Regions from separate parts of the Sus scrofa genome. Here all the other regions are linked to region 1. A link is a contact called in public Hi-C data. All regions are on one chromosome and are shown on one strand. The core of a region is the stretch at or near the end of the contact, and the rest is flanking DNA. Distances in the headings are between cores, read along the strand shown. Region 1 has its middle 45 kb from the start of DCTN1. Region 2 has its middle 7.1 kb from the start of MOB1A. Region 3 overlaps BOLA3 (bolA-like protein 3).

Region 1 (4,118 bases), core at 200-2,699:
TCACAGCTCAGGGCAACGCTGGATCCTTAACCCACTGAGCGAGGCCAGGGATTGAACCTGCAACCTCACGTTTCCTAGTCAGATTCCTTTCTGCTGCGCCATGACAGGAACTCCCTGAAGGCAGATTCTTAACCCACTGCACCACAGCAGGAACTCTAGGTTCTTGCTTGCTTGCTTTTCTCTAATAATTTGTTGAAGGAACTATTTCTCAGAGTCTATTTTTTTTTTTCCTTAAATGCCTCCTCATGATGTTAATAAATTCCTCTACCTTTCATATTTCCTGTGAATTATTAGTTAGACTAGTTAGATTTAGAAGAGTGATTCTCCAGGTGTGGTCCCCTGACCAACGACATTAGCCTGGGGACTTGAGGGAGATGCTAATTCCTACTCCCCCAGAGAGCCTGGCCATCAAGTTCACCATCTTGGTGAGGCCTAGCATCCCGTTTTTGTGAACTCACTCACTGAAGTAGAAAGGTCAAAATAGCTGGAGTGGGAAGGATGAAATACTGGAGAAGGTAGTCTTGATGGAATGACATGCAGAAATTTCTTTTTTTTTTTCCTAAAAATTAGAAATTTGGAGTTCACATCGTGGCTCAGTGGTTAACGAATCCAACTAGGAACCACGAGGTTGCGGGTTCGATCCCTGGCCTCGCTCAGTGGATTAAGGATCTGGCGTTGCCGTGAGCTGTGGTGTAGGTCACAGACACAGCTCGGATCCCGAGTTGCTGTGGCTGTGGTGTAGATCGGAGGTTACAGCTCTGAAATCGACCCCTAGCCTGGGAACCTCTATATGCCATGAGAGTGGCCCAAGAAAATGGCAAAAAGACAGTAATAATAATAATAATAATAATTAGAAATTTAATTTTTTTTTGGCATTATGTCAGAGTAAATGGAATGAAATGGTGGGTTTTTTGGTTAAACAGTTAAATTAGCTGACAACGTACTTGGGAGACTATGATTGTTAATGGTCCAATGTTCCCTTCCTTTCTTGGAGAAATGAGGGGCCAAGTATTCACTCTCCCTTAATGCTTAGGCCATCAAATCTTTTTTTTTTTTTTAAAGATTTTTATTTTTTCCATTATAGTTGGTTTACCGTGTCTGTAAATTTTCCACTGTGCACCAAAGTGACCCAGTCACACATACATATATACATTCTTTTTCTAGGCCATCAAATCTTGACACTTTTCTAAAAGACATGGTAGCTCAGATATGGAGGACCCTCCTTTGGAGTTTAGGTTTGCCTGTGTACTTGGCAGCCAAGGGCACTTGGCTTAGAAAGATCCTTGGCTGCATCCTTCACCTGCAGCAACAGCTTGTCAGTTTCCCATGAAGAGTAAAAGCCGGGCCTGTTTTTTTTTTTTTTTTACAGAAAAGCCCCTCCTGATCTTAGTGGAAAGGGTCAGCCCAGGACTGGCCTCCTGGCAGGCAGTCAAGTCTTAGACAATTGAGCAAGAATCGATTGGTGGAACTTCACTTTCATGAACTTAGAGAGTAAACACAACCTACCAACCAAGTTGTGAAATCAAACTTTGTTTTCCAAAGCCCCAGTATTTAACATAAATTACTTTAAATCTATCTTGATACTCCTTTCTACAAAATGCAAAGATCATGCATAGTTAACACTCATAGAATTGAACCCCGAAAGAGAATGGATTTTATTATATACAAATTTTTATTATTATTATTTGCTTTTTAGGGCCACACCCATGGCCAGGCTAGGGGTCGAATCGGAGCTACAGCTGCTGGCCTACACCACAGCCACAGCAATGCTGGATCCGAGCTGCGTCTGTGACCTGCACCACAGTTTACGGCAATGCCAGATCCCTGACCCACTGAGCGAGGCCAGGAATTGAACCCACGTCCTCACAGGGACAACATTGAGTCCTTACCCAATGAGCCACAATGGGAACTCCAATATGCTAATTTTATTTATTCATTATTGACGTGTTGTTCAATTACAGTATTAGGTTCAAGTGTACAATTAAAATATAGTGATTCAATACTTTATAGATATAAATTTAAGTGTATACGTTTTAAAAAGTGAATTAAAAAAAGAAAAGGAGCACTTAGATTAACAGAATGATAAAACATGACCACCGCTTGTTAGAATTTTCCGACATATTAACACAATGATATTGGAAATTAATTTTTCAGTGGAAGAAAATCCTCTTTCTCTATTTTGGAAGGTAGGTAGTTGGGCTCCTGTTTTAAATAAAGATATTCCCGAAAAAGAAGCATGCCCTGGAGTTGCTGTTATGGCTCAGTGGTAATGTGAATCCAGCTAGTAACCATGAGGACAGGGGTTGGATCCCTGACCTTGCTTAGTGGGTTAAGGATCTGTGTTGCTGTGAGCTGTGGTGTAGGTTGTAGATGCAGCTCAGATCCTGTGTTGCTGTGGCTGCGATGTAGTCCAGCAACTGTAGCTCTGATTTGACCCCTATCCTGGGAACTTCAATATGCCGCATGTGCAGCCCTAAAAAAAAAGAAAGGGAAAAAGAAAGAAATATGCCCGCTCACTTAAAGTCAGTCGGGGACAGAGTGAAAAGACTGAAATTTACCTATCCATTCTACTCCTGATAGACATTCAGGTTGCTTTCATGTTTGAGCACCTACAAACGGTGTTGTGTAAACATTCTTGTTTGTGTGCCCTGGAACACACATACACAAGTGAAAGTACTTGGTCACTCAAGTATGTGTATTTTCATCTTTATTAAACATTGTCACATTGTTTTTACATAGTGGCTGTATTGGTTTACACCCCCACCAGCAGGCTGGGTTCCCTTGGTTGGATTCAAGCGCATCCCCTTGGGGAGTGGGGGGGCGGGTAGACGAGTCTTGGGAAAAATGAGGAAGCCGGGCATGGGAGAGCCTTGGGTGCCAGTCCAAGGAGTTTAGACGTTATTTGACTGCCCTGGAAAGCCACTGTTGATACTGGACCAGGAAACAAAATGCAAAAATGAGGTTTTAGGAGTTCTCAATTGTGTTGTAGGGGAGAGTGGTGATGGTGGTGGGGTTGGGTTAGGCCAGCAGCAGGATGCAAGTTCAGAGAAGAGGGAGAATATTTGCGTGGAGAAGGCAAAAAGGGGGAACTGAGCAAATGCCAGGGGGCAGAGAACCAGAGCATCCCAGATCTACCAACTCTTGTCTTTAAATAATCAGGCTAGACTATCACACACTGCCAATAGGGGTGTGAAATACTGCAACCCCTCTGGAAAACACTGTGTGTTATTTAGCAAAGATGAAGATGCAGGGAGTTCCTGCTGCGGCCCAGTGGGTTAAGAATCTGACTGCAGGAGTTCCCATCATGGTGCAGCGGAAACAAATCCGACTAGCATCCATGAGGTTTCGGGTTCAATCCCTGGCCTCACTCAGTGGGTGAAGGATCTGATGTTGCTGTGAGCTGTGGTGTAGGCCGGCAGCTACACCTCCGATTGGACCCCTAGCCTGGGAACCTCCATATGCCTCAGGTATGGCCCTAAAAAGACAAAAAAAGAAAAAAAAAAAAAGAATCTGTAGCAGCTTGGGTCATATGCTGCGGGGCAGCCAAAAAAAGAAAAGAAAAAAAATCCTATAAATAAATAAGAAAATAGAATTATAGAATTATATTCATTTAAACATGGATATGGTTATCAATTCACAAAATGCCATTGTTCAATATTAAATGAAAAAAATTAAATCTCAGTAGGAATCAAAAACTGGTTCAAATGATGGAGGATAATGTGAGAAAAAGAATGTATATATATGTATGTATGACTGAGTCACTTTGCTGTACAGCAGAAATTGACAGAACGTTGTAAATCAACTATAATAGAAAAAATAAAAATTAAAAAAAAACTCTAGTTCAAGATGATGCACTGAACTCTTCCTTCTCTTTCCCCCCAAATCCAATGTAAATTACATTTAAAAATTTATTTTTAATAAGAAAAACTTTTTGTACATATATTTTCTATGCTTTATCTCAATTTTTTGAGGTATAGTTGACAGGTAATTTTAATTTTTTCATTTTTTTTTTTTTAAACAAGTGGCTGCCCCTGCGGCATATGGACGTTCCCAGGCTAGGGGTCGAGCCACAGCCACTGCAGAAGCAACGCCGAGGAGGTATGTTGTGAGCCACGCAG
Region 2 (4,609 bases), core at 1,599-4,098, 160 kb after region 1:
TACATCTGGTTCCTGCCTGACTCTCTGCCCCCACACTGATGGCGCCTACAAAGCTTCTCTCCTGAATCACCAGGGCGGAACGTGAAGATGAGAACACTGTGAGAAGACTTCCCCACAGCCACCACCTTTATACACTTGACTTGCCCTTCAGGCTTCTCCCTGGAACTTTCAAGATCATTCCATAGAACTGACCGCCTCTCTTTTCTTCAACACCCCCACTCCTAATTTCCCTCCTACTTCTCTGGTTTCTCCTTCTCAACCTTCTTTGCCATTTTCTGTCTCCTATGTGGTCTTTAGATATCAGGGCTCCTCACGGTTCTATGCTGACCCCTCTTACACTCTGGGCTCCCCTTGGCTATTGTATCTACTGCTGTGGCAATAAGTATCAATAAATATCTATATGCTGATAACTCCCATGTTCACCTTCATCCTGGTCTCTTCTCTCAGCTCTAGACCTGTATATATCTGCATGGTAGACATGTCAGAGGTAACACATTGAAAACAGAACTCCTGATCTACCCATCAAAGCTGCTTTTCCTCCCATCTTTTCTGTCTTAGTAATTGGGAACAACCGGCTACCAGTTAGTTGCCTGTGCTGGAAACACAGGACTCAGCCTTGACTCACATTCAGCTCATCACTGAATTATTTCTCCAGAATAGACCTCAGTTCTCTCTTCTTCTCTCCATTGATCTGGTCTAGGTCAACTTCATCTTCTGCCAGGACAACAAAAATAGATTCTTAACGGCTTCCATGTTTTTAAGCATCACCCCTCTCCTGAAAACTTTTCAGTGGTTGGCCACCTGGTTTCAATACTGAAAAAATAAAAAGAGAGCTATCCTATGATCCAGCGATCCTGCTTCTGGGTATATATCCAGAAAAAAATAAAAACATAATTCAAAAAGATACATGCACCCCAATGTTCATTGCATCACTATTTACAACAGCCAAGACATGGAAACAAACTAAATATGCACTGACAGATAAATGGGTAAAGAAGATGTGGTGTGTATATACAATGAAATATTGCTCAGCCATAAAAAATGAAATAACGCCATTTGCAGCAACATGGATGGACCTAGAGATTATCATACTAAATAAAGTCAGACAGAGAAAGACAAACACTTGTATCACTTATGTAAGATATCACTTATATGTGGAATTTAAAAAAATGATACAAGTGACCTTATTTACAAAACAGCAACAGACTCACAAACTTTGAAAACAAACTTATGGCTACCATAGAGGAAGAGTGGAGCAGGGAGGGATGGATTGGGGGTTTGGGGCTGGCAAAGGCACAGTTTTTTTGTATATGGAATGGATGATCAATGGAGACCTGCTGTACAGCACAGAGAAATCTACCCAATGTTCTGTGATAACCTATATGAGAACGGATATGTGTCAGTGTACGGCTGAATCACTCTGCTGTACAGCAGAAATTAACACAATATTGTAAATCAACAATACTTCAATAAAATTTTTAAAACTATAAGATCAAAGTTTTTGGTGGCTGGTTTTAGCTCCCCTCACTTTCCCCCTGCCTACCACATTCTTGCCACACTGGCTTCTTTCGATGCCTGGATCATAGAAAACTCTTACCTGCTTCAAAGCCTCTGCACGTGCTGCTGACTCTGAGCAAACATTCTTTCCTCTCTCTTCCTTCAGCTAAGTCACCTTCTGGGGTCTCATCTTAAATGTCTCCTGAGATACCCCAGTTTCTCTTAGGTCTATCTCGTTACTTTCCTTTTTTTCGTCTTTTTGTCTTTTCTAGGGCTGCGCCTGCGGCATATGGAGGTTCCCAGTCTAGGGGTCTAATCAGAGCTGTAGCTGCCAGCCTACACCATAGCCACAGCAACGCCAGATCCGAGCCACATCTGTGACCCACACCACAGCTCATGGCAACGCCGGAACGTTAACCCACTGAGCAAGGCCAGGGATCAAACCCGCAACTTCACTGTTCCTAGTCAGATTTGTTAACCACTGGGCCACGACGGGAACTCCCTGTTACACTTTCTTAATGCTCTTAATGAATTCTCTGCTTTTCCTCCTAGTAATAATTACGTAATTGTTTGATTAATATCTGTCTTCTCCAACTGAAGGTGAGCTCCAGGAGGGCAAGGGCCACGAGATGTATTTACCAATGTGTATGACTGACGGCAGTCTGATCTTAGACTTGAGACATTTTCAGAGTGGAAACTTTTATGTGTCTTCTTTGCTGAGTGAGTTTTCCATGTCTAATCAATTGGGACTTCACTTTCATGACCTGTGACCTGAGTCCTAGATAACGGGCAGGGACAGCTTGGCAACTTTACAGTCTGTCTTTTTTCGTCCACTTCTGACAGGGCTAAAACACAGGCTGCCAAAACGCCCACTAGCTGGGAGGGGCAGAAATTTTGCTGTGACCAGAGTGGGAAGAGGCATGGGCTTGGGTGAGGTTGTTTGGGTAAAGCTTACAGAAAGATAAGACCGGGCACTTATGCAGAATGAAAATGCAAGGTTGCAGATTCTGCCCAAGGGAGCTGGAAAGGGGAACTGGGTGATGAATGGGGGTGGGGCAGGGGTTGGAGAGGTTCAGAAAAAGCAGCGTTGGCTGTGGTATAATTTGCTGCTCAGATTCTGCTTTCAGCATCTGCTGGGACCAGATGGTGTGCAGTGATCTCTGGCCAGCTGAGTCAAGGAAGGAGTAAAACCTCCCCAGGTTTTGTAAACTATAGGCTATATCTGAGGGGAACAAATTGCCCTGCACCCATTAGGAAGTCCGCTCCCCCCCGCCCCCCGCTCCGCACCACACCGCCACAGAAATCTTATCTTTTTTTCTTTCTTTGCTGCCCCATGACATATGCAGTCCCCACGCCAGGGATCAGATCTGAGTCACGGCTGGGACCTACACTGCAACTGCCTCCCACAACACTAGATCCTTTAGTCCACTGGGAATGGAACCTGCATCCTGGCACTACAGAGATGCTGCCAATCCCATTGCACAGCAGGAACTCTGTAAATTTTACATTTTATTATTTTTCATTTATTTATTTGTTTTATTTTTCTTTTTTCTTTTTTTTTTTTTTTTTAGGGTCAAACCTATTGCATATGGAGGTTCCCAGGCTAGGGGTCGAATCAGAGCTGTAGCTGCTGGTCTACACCACAGCCACAGCAACATGGGACCCAAGCTTTGTCTGTGACCTACACCACACAGCTCACAGCAATGCTGGATCTTTAACCCACTCCCACTGAGCGAGGCCAGCGATTGAACCTGCATCCCCGTGGATGCTAGTCAGATTCGCTTCCACTGAGCCACAACAGGAACACCTACATTTTATTATTTTTCAAACTGAAGTGTTATTGCCTTGCAATATTAGTTTGAGGTCAGTATTTTTACACATTACAAAATGATCACAATGATAAGTCTGGTCACCTTACAAAGTTATTACAATATTATTGACTATATTTCCTAGGCTGTACCTTACATCTCCCTGACTAAATAAGTCATTTCAACTGGAAGTTGCTACCTTTTAATCCTCCTCATCGATCTCATTCATCTCCCTTCCCACCCTTCTGGCAACCACTGGTTTGTTCTCTGTATCTATGAGACTGTTTCTGTTTTGTTTGTATATTTGGAAATCTTATCTTTGATCCCTAAGTGGTCTATATGGATATCCTGGTCAAATATTGACTTGGGATATTTTCCAAATTCCTAAGGCTTCCCACATTCTCCTCCACCCTCAAATCTAGCTCTCTGAAAAGGTTTTCTAATAAATAGCTGGCCTTTCCTCAGTGATATGAAAAGAGAGGATAAGAAAGGCCAGCTATTTATTAGAATAGGCTCATTAAAAGGGAGAAAAACTTTCATGAATTCTTTCCTTTCTCCTCATGTTGTCTGGAAAAAAAAATTTTTTGGCTATGCCCTCGGCAGGTAGAAGTTCCCCTGCCTGGGATCAAATCTGAGCCACAGTAGCAGCAATGCCAAATACTGAACAATTAGGCCACCAGGGAACTCCTGGAAATATTTTTAATTATTTAAGCTTTATTTATTTATTTATTGCCATTTCTAGGGCCCCTCCTGCGGCATATGGAGGTTCCCAGGCTAGGGGTCGAATCGGAGCTATAGCCTCCATCCTATGCCACAGCCATGCGGGATCAGAGCTGCAACCTATACCACAGCTCACGGCAACGCCGGATCCTTAACCCACTGAGCAAGGCCAGGGATCGAACCCACAACCTCATGGTTCCTAGTTGGATTCATTAACCACTGAGCCACGACGGGAACTTCTAGGCATTATTTAAATAATATGAGTTATCATACAATAATAGATTTCTAAATGTCCTTATGGTTATAGCTTTTAAACAGCTATTAAAGCACACAGTCATAAATTAAACACCAACTAATCTAGTAAAGTTAATAAAAATTGAGATAACATAATTAATGTGACAGGTAATATTTGGATGAGATACAATCACCTGCAACACGAATGTGGTAGCGACAGGAACAGAGCAAGGTTTTTTCCTACTGGGCTTCCTGCACCACCATTTGCTGAGCTGTCCTCAGTTCTGCCACAGTTTCCCCTTTTTTTGGTTTTTTCATTCCACCATGGTGTCATGTGGCTGTCAGGTGGT
Region 3 (4,413 bases), core at 841-3,340, 200 kb after region 1:
TTTACCTTATTTGGGGCCGCTCCCGTGGCATATGGAGGTTCCCAGGCTAGAGGTCTAATCGGAGCTGTAGCTGCGGGATCTGAGCCGAGTCTGCGACCTACACCACAGCTCACGGCAATGCCGGATCCTTAACCCACTGAGCAAGGTCAGGGATCAAACCTGAAACCTCATGGTCCCTAGTTGGATTTGTTTTTTTTTTTGTTTGTTTGTTTTTTGTCTTTTTTTTGTCTTTTGTTGTTGTTGTTGTTGTTGCTATTTCTTGGGCTGCTCCCACGGCATATGGAGGTTCCCAGGCTAGGGGTTGAATCGGAGCTGTAGCCACCGGCCTACGCCAGAGGCACAGCAACGCGGGATCCGAGCCGCGTCTGCAACCTACACCACAGCTCACGGCAACGCCGGATCGTTAACCCACTGAGCAAGGGCAGGGACCGAACCCGCAACCTCATGGTTCCTAGTCGGATTCGTTAACCACTGCGCCACGACGGGAACTACATAAGCAGCAGTGCTTTTGGACCACTGGTCTCCGTGTGTGAAAGGGCCTGCGAGGAGGGATGGCCTTGTATTGTCAGTCCTAGGGAAGGGTAATGCAATACCACAGTCATGTGAGCAGGAAAGCTATAATCTGGAATAGTTCCAGGGATTGGATTCTGGGGAATATTAATTGTATTCAAAATTAATAACAAGCCATCCAGTAGGTATTTTGCATTCCCCTGTGTAAAGCTACCAATGTTTTACTATTATTGTTGCATATCAAATAGTAGGTAATATTTGTAAACACCGGAGTACTAAAAAGATATATGTTTTTGTAGATTGGAAGTGTTTTTTTTTTTTCTTCTTAGGGCTGCACCTGCAGCCTATGGAGGTTCCCAGGCTAGGGGGTCGAATCAGAGCTGTACCTGCCAGCCTACACCACAGCCACAGCAACATGGGATCCAAGCCGCGTCTATGACTTATACCACAGTTCACAGCAATGCCAGATCCTTAACCCACTGTGCAAGGCCAGGGATTGAACCCACATCCTCATGGAAACTAGTTCTGTTCTTAAACGGCTGAGCCACAATGGGAACTCCTGAAGATTTTTTTTTTATCCTCTTTAGGGACTATCTGGTGGGGAAGCGGAGTCACAGCATGATTGAGCTGTGACAGCAGGGGTCTGTGACATCAGATTTTACCAGACTAAGGCCCAAGGTACTCATGATCTGTGCTTACTCTAGCGAAATTGCTCCAGCCTTGACCCCTTGGCCTGTGTCTGTAAACTCCCCGCTTCAGCCGGTGTGTGTTTGACATCATTGTGGAAAGTCTTGGACTTTGCGAACTAATTGAGCTTTTGTAAAGCTCAGCTCTGGTCACGAGGGTCAAGTTCAGGTGTCCCAGACCACTCTGCCCCGCCCCTCTCTCTCTGGACCGTCCCTCTGGCCCCTGCCCATTGATCTCTCTGTGAATCTGGACCTCTGCCCAGATCGGACCTTGCAGAAGCCCTTGTCGGCCACAGCAACTGGAAGGGCTCTCGGGCATGTGCCTCAACCTACTGATGGGGTTGCGGACATTTTCCAGCGATTACGTTTGAGGATGTTGGCTTTGGAGAACCCCTCCTCCATGGGGGGAGGAGCAAAATGAAACGTCCAAAAGAGGAAGCCTATTGGCCTGCAGGGGTCCAAGCTAGACCGGGAGTTAGCCGCCCGCCTTTTAGAGGTGGTAGGAACCAGCCCTCAGACAGGCTCTCACGTAGGAGGATGCCCATCTGGGGGTGGAGTGTCGAAAGCAGAGAGGCGACCAGACTCTGCTCCTGAGGTTCCACTCCCCAGCTCCTGGTTGCCGAGCAAGTAGTTTCTTTGGGGGTGGGTGACAGCTGGGGGGTGGGGGTGCCCAGGCTCAGGTAGGGGGGCTTGGTGGGCTGGAGCGAAGCTCTCCTTGTTGATCTTGCCTGGGCAAATGAAGGGTCTCAGGCCCAAGGGATCCTAGAAAGGTCACTTGGTGTATCTGGTGCTAGAATCTGCCCTCCTGCCCCCCAGCTTCTCATCAGACAGCCCTGCCTGGTTCCCTGAGGACAGGGCACCCCTGTGATCACCTGCGGCACCCTGGCAAGTGAACTCACCAAACCTGCCAACTCGTGGCTTCCAACTCTTCCAGCTCGCATGGTTCATCAGCCTTCTCTTCTGAAATTGTCACTGGCATTTGCCTTGGGCCGGTCCCCGGGACAGCAAGCTAACAAGTGTTCCTTCCCTATCCATCCTGACCCTACTCCGGGGAGCAGCCACAGGGAGGAGAGTGGGCACCCAGCTCCCTTGTGTGTTGGGCGGAGCTGTTCCGTCCACGTCACAGTGAGACGGGAGCCTCAGCTTCCTCACTGGTGAAGATCGCAGGAGGTACTGACGCCACGTGCCCGCCTCGTGCTGGCCTTGAGCTGGCCTCGTGCTGGCACAGGGAAGGTGGCATAGGGAAGGCGTCTGGTAAATAGCAGTGGCCCTCTCTCCCTTTCTTTGGCCTCTTTCCTGCCTGTTACCCATCACCCTCCCCTAAGGGTGCCTCTGCCCTCCTCAGAGCCCTTCAGGGGGCACCCTGGGTGCCCGCAGAGCCCAGGCCCACCCTCCCCGCCTGGGGTTTCTGATCCTCGGTCCATCTCCTCTGCCCATCCCTGACCCTTTCCAGTGAACTGAGGTAGGTTCCCAGCCCTTCCTCACCTTGCCCACCTGGGCAAGTGCCCTATCCCCTGCCTGTTCCACTCCCAGCTGCCCAGCTCCTGGGCTGCCTCCTCCACAAATGGCCAGTGCAGGAGCAAATGCTCCTTCCTACCAATCCCCACGGCAGTGCCGAGCTGGCTCTGGTTGGCGGCATCCCTCACTGTTGTGCTGAGTCCATTTCTTGTGGGCCTGAGGTACTTACCTTCCCTTTTTCATTGTCCTGGGCCTTCTGCATCTGTGCCACCAGCACCCAGCTAATGCTGCAGGCATGGTTGCTGCTGAAAAATGTTTACTCACATCTTAGAAATGGTAGGGGAGTTCCCATTGTGGCTCAGCAGTGAACAAACCCAACTAGCATCCGTGAGAATGTGGGTTCAATCCCTGACCTCACTCAGTGGGTTAAGGATCTGGCGCTGCCCTGAGCTGTGGTGTAGGTTGCAGATTCGGCTCAGATCCTGCATTGCTGTGGCTGTGGCTCCGATTTGACCCCTAGCCTGGGAACCTCCATATGCCTTGGGTGCAGCCCTAAAAAGACATAAAAAAAAAAAAAAAAAAAAATGGTGGGACGGCCAGGTCACTTGCATACCAGGGCCTCAGTTTCCTCCCCTATTTAAAGTGACCCAAGTGATCTAAGGCCCTCTGTAGCTGTAAGGTATGTGGCCTGTGTTGGGAGCCCTCTGCTGGGGGAAGGCTGTGGGAGGGGGAGTGTGCAGGGCTTAGGGGTCAAGGCCTGGATGGCTTTGCTGTCCAAGATCTTCACGTGAAGTTGTCACTGGCTTTAAGGATTGGCTCAGACACAGGAGAGCCTCTAGGGAACAAGAGTAGAGAGAGCATATGGCCCAGGGGTCTGTGTTCCCAGACCCCAGCAGTGACACGAGGCTTTTTATAGGGGTATGTCTGCTTCTCAGCAGAGCTGAGAGGGCTTCTTTGTGAATATGGAGATGATGGGGCAGCTCATTGTTCCCCCACACAGCCACAGCTCCTGGCATCAGGGCTGGACATGAACCCAAGGGAAACCAGGGGTGGCCAGGACATCAGGATATCCTGGTTCAGGTTCTGTCTGTGATTCACTGGCTGACTCACTCTCTCTCTCTCTTTTTTTTATCTTTTTCTACGGCTGCCCCCACGGCATGTAAATGTTCCCAGACTAGGGGTAGAATTGGAGCTGTAGCCGCCGGCTGACACCAGAGCCACAGCAACGCCGCATCTAGCTGTGACTGTGACCTACACCGCAGCTCATGGTAACGCCGGATCCTTAACCCACTGAGCGAGGCCAGGGATTAAACCTGCGTCCTCATGGATGCTAGTCAGATTTGTTTTTGCTCAGCCATGATAGGAACTCCGGCTTTCTCTTCTTGGTGGGGAACATGGCCCCAGGCTGCCTCCAAGCAACAGTATTTCAGTATAAAGCATTCCTCAGAGATATTGTGGGTTTGGTTCCAGACCACTGCAATAGATCAAGTCATATCAGTTTTCTCAGTTTCCCAGTACATATAAAAGCTATGCTTACATTATACTCTTACCTGTCAAGTGGTCACTAGCATTACTAAAAAAGCAATCTATGTATCTTAATTAAAAAAATACTTTTTTAGGGATTTCCCATCATGACGCAGTGGTTAACGAATCTGACTAGGAACCATGAGGTTGCGGGTTTGATCCCTGGCATTGCTTAGTGGGTTAAAGATCCGGCGTTGCCGTGAGCTGTGGTGTAGATCGAAGATTCGGCTCAGAT

Evidence for each region. Hi-C and Micro-C count contacts between places; a contact is called where the count stands out from the background.
Region 2: a contact with region 1 is called in a Hi-C map of liver, with 5 times the contacts expected there. A contact is called at or near these places in 2 of 47 Hi-C or Micro-C datasets (embryonic fibroblasts and liver).
Region 3: a contact with region 1 is called in a Hi-C map of liver, with 1.8 times the contacts expected there. A contact is called at or near these places in 2 of 47 Hi-C or Micro-C datasets (embryonic fibroblasts and liver).

Annotation. Positions count from the first base shown.
Region 1 is chr3:68,685,037-68,689,154 of Sscrofa11.1, forward strand. It overlaps the pseudogene LOC110260122. Among named protein-coding and RNA genes, the nearest start is that of DCTN1, 45 kb to the left of the region's middle.
Region 2 is chr3:68,843,038-68,847,646 of Sscrofa11.1, forward strand. No RefSeq gene overlaps it. Among named protein-coding and RNA genes, the nearest start is that of MOB1A, 7.1 kb to the right of the region's middle.
Region 3 is chr3:68,888,826-68,893,238 of Sscrofa11.1, forward strand. The region is part of intron 3 of BOLA3 (bolA-like protein 3); the gene reads left to right. Among named protein-coding and RNA genes, the nearest start is that of BOLA3, 7.6 kb to the left of the region's middle.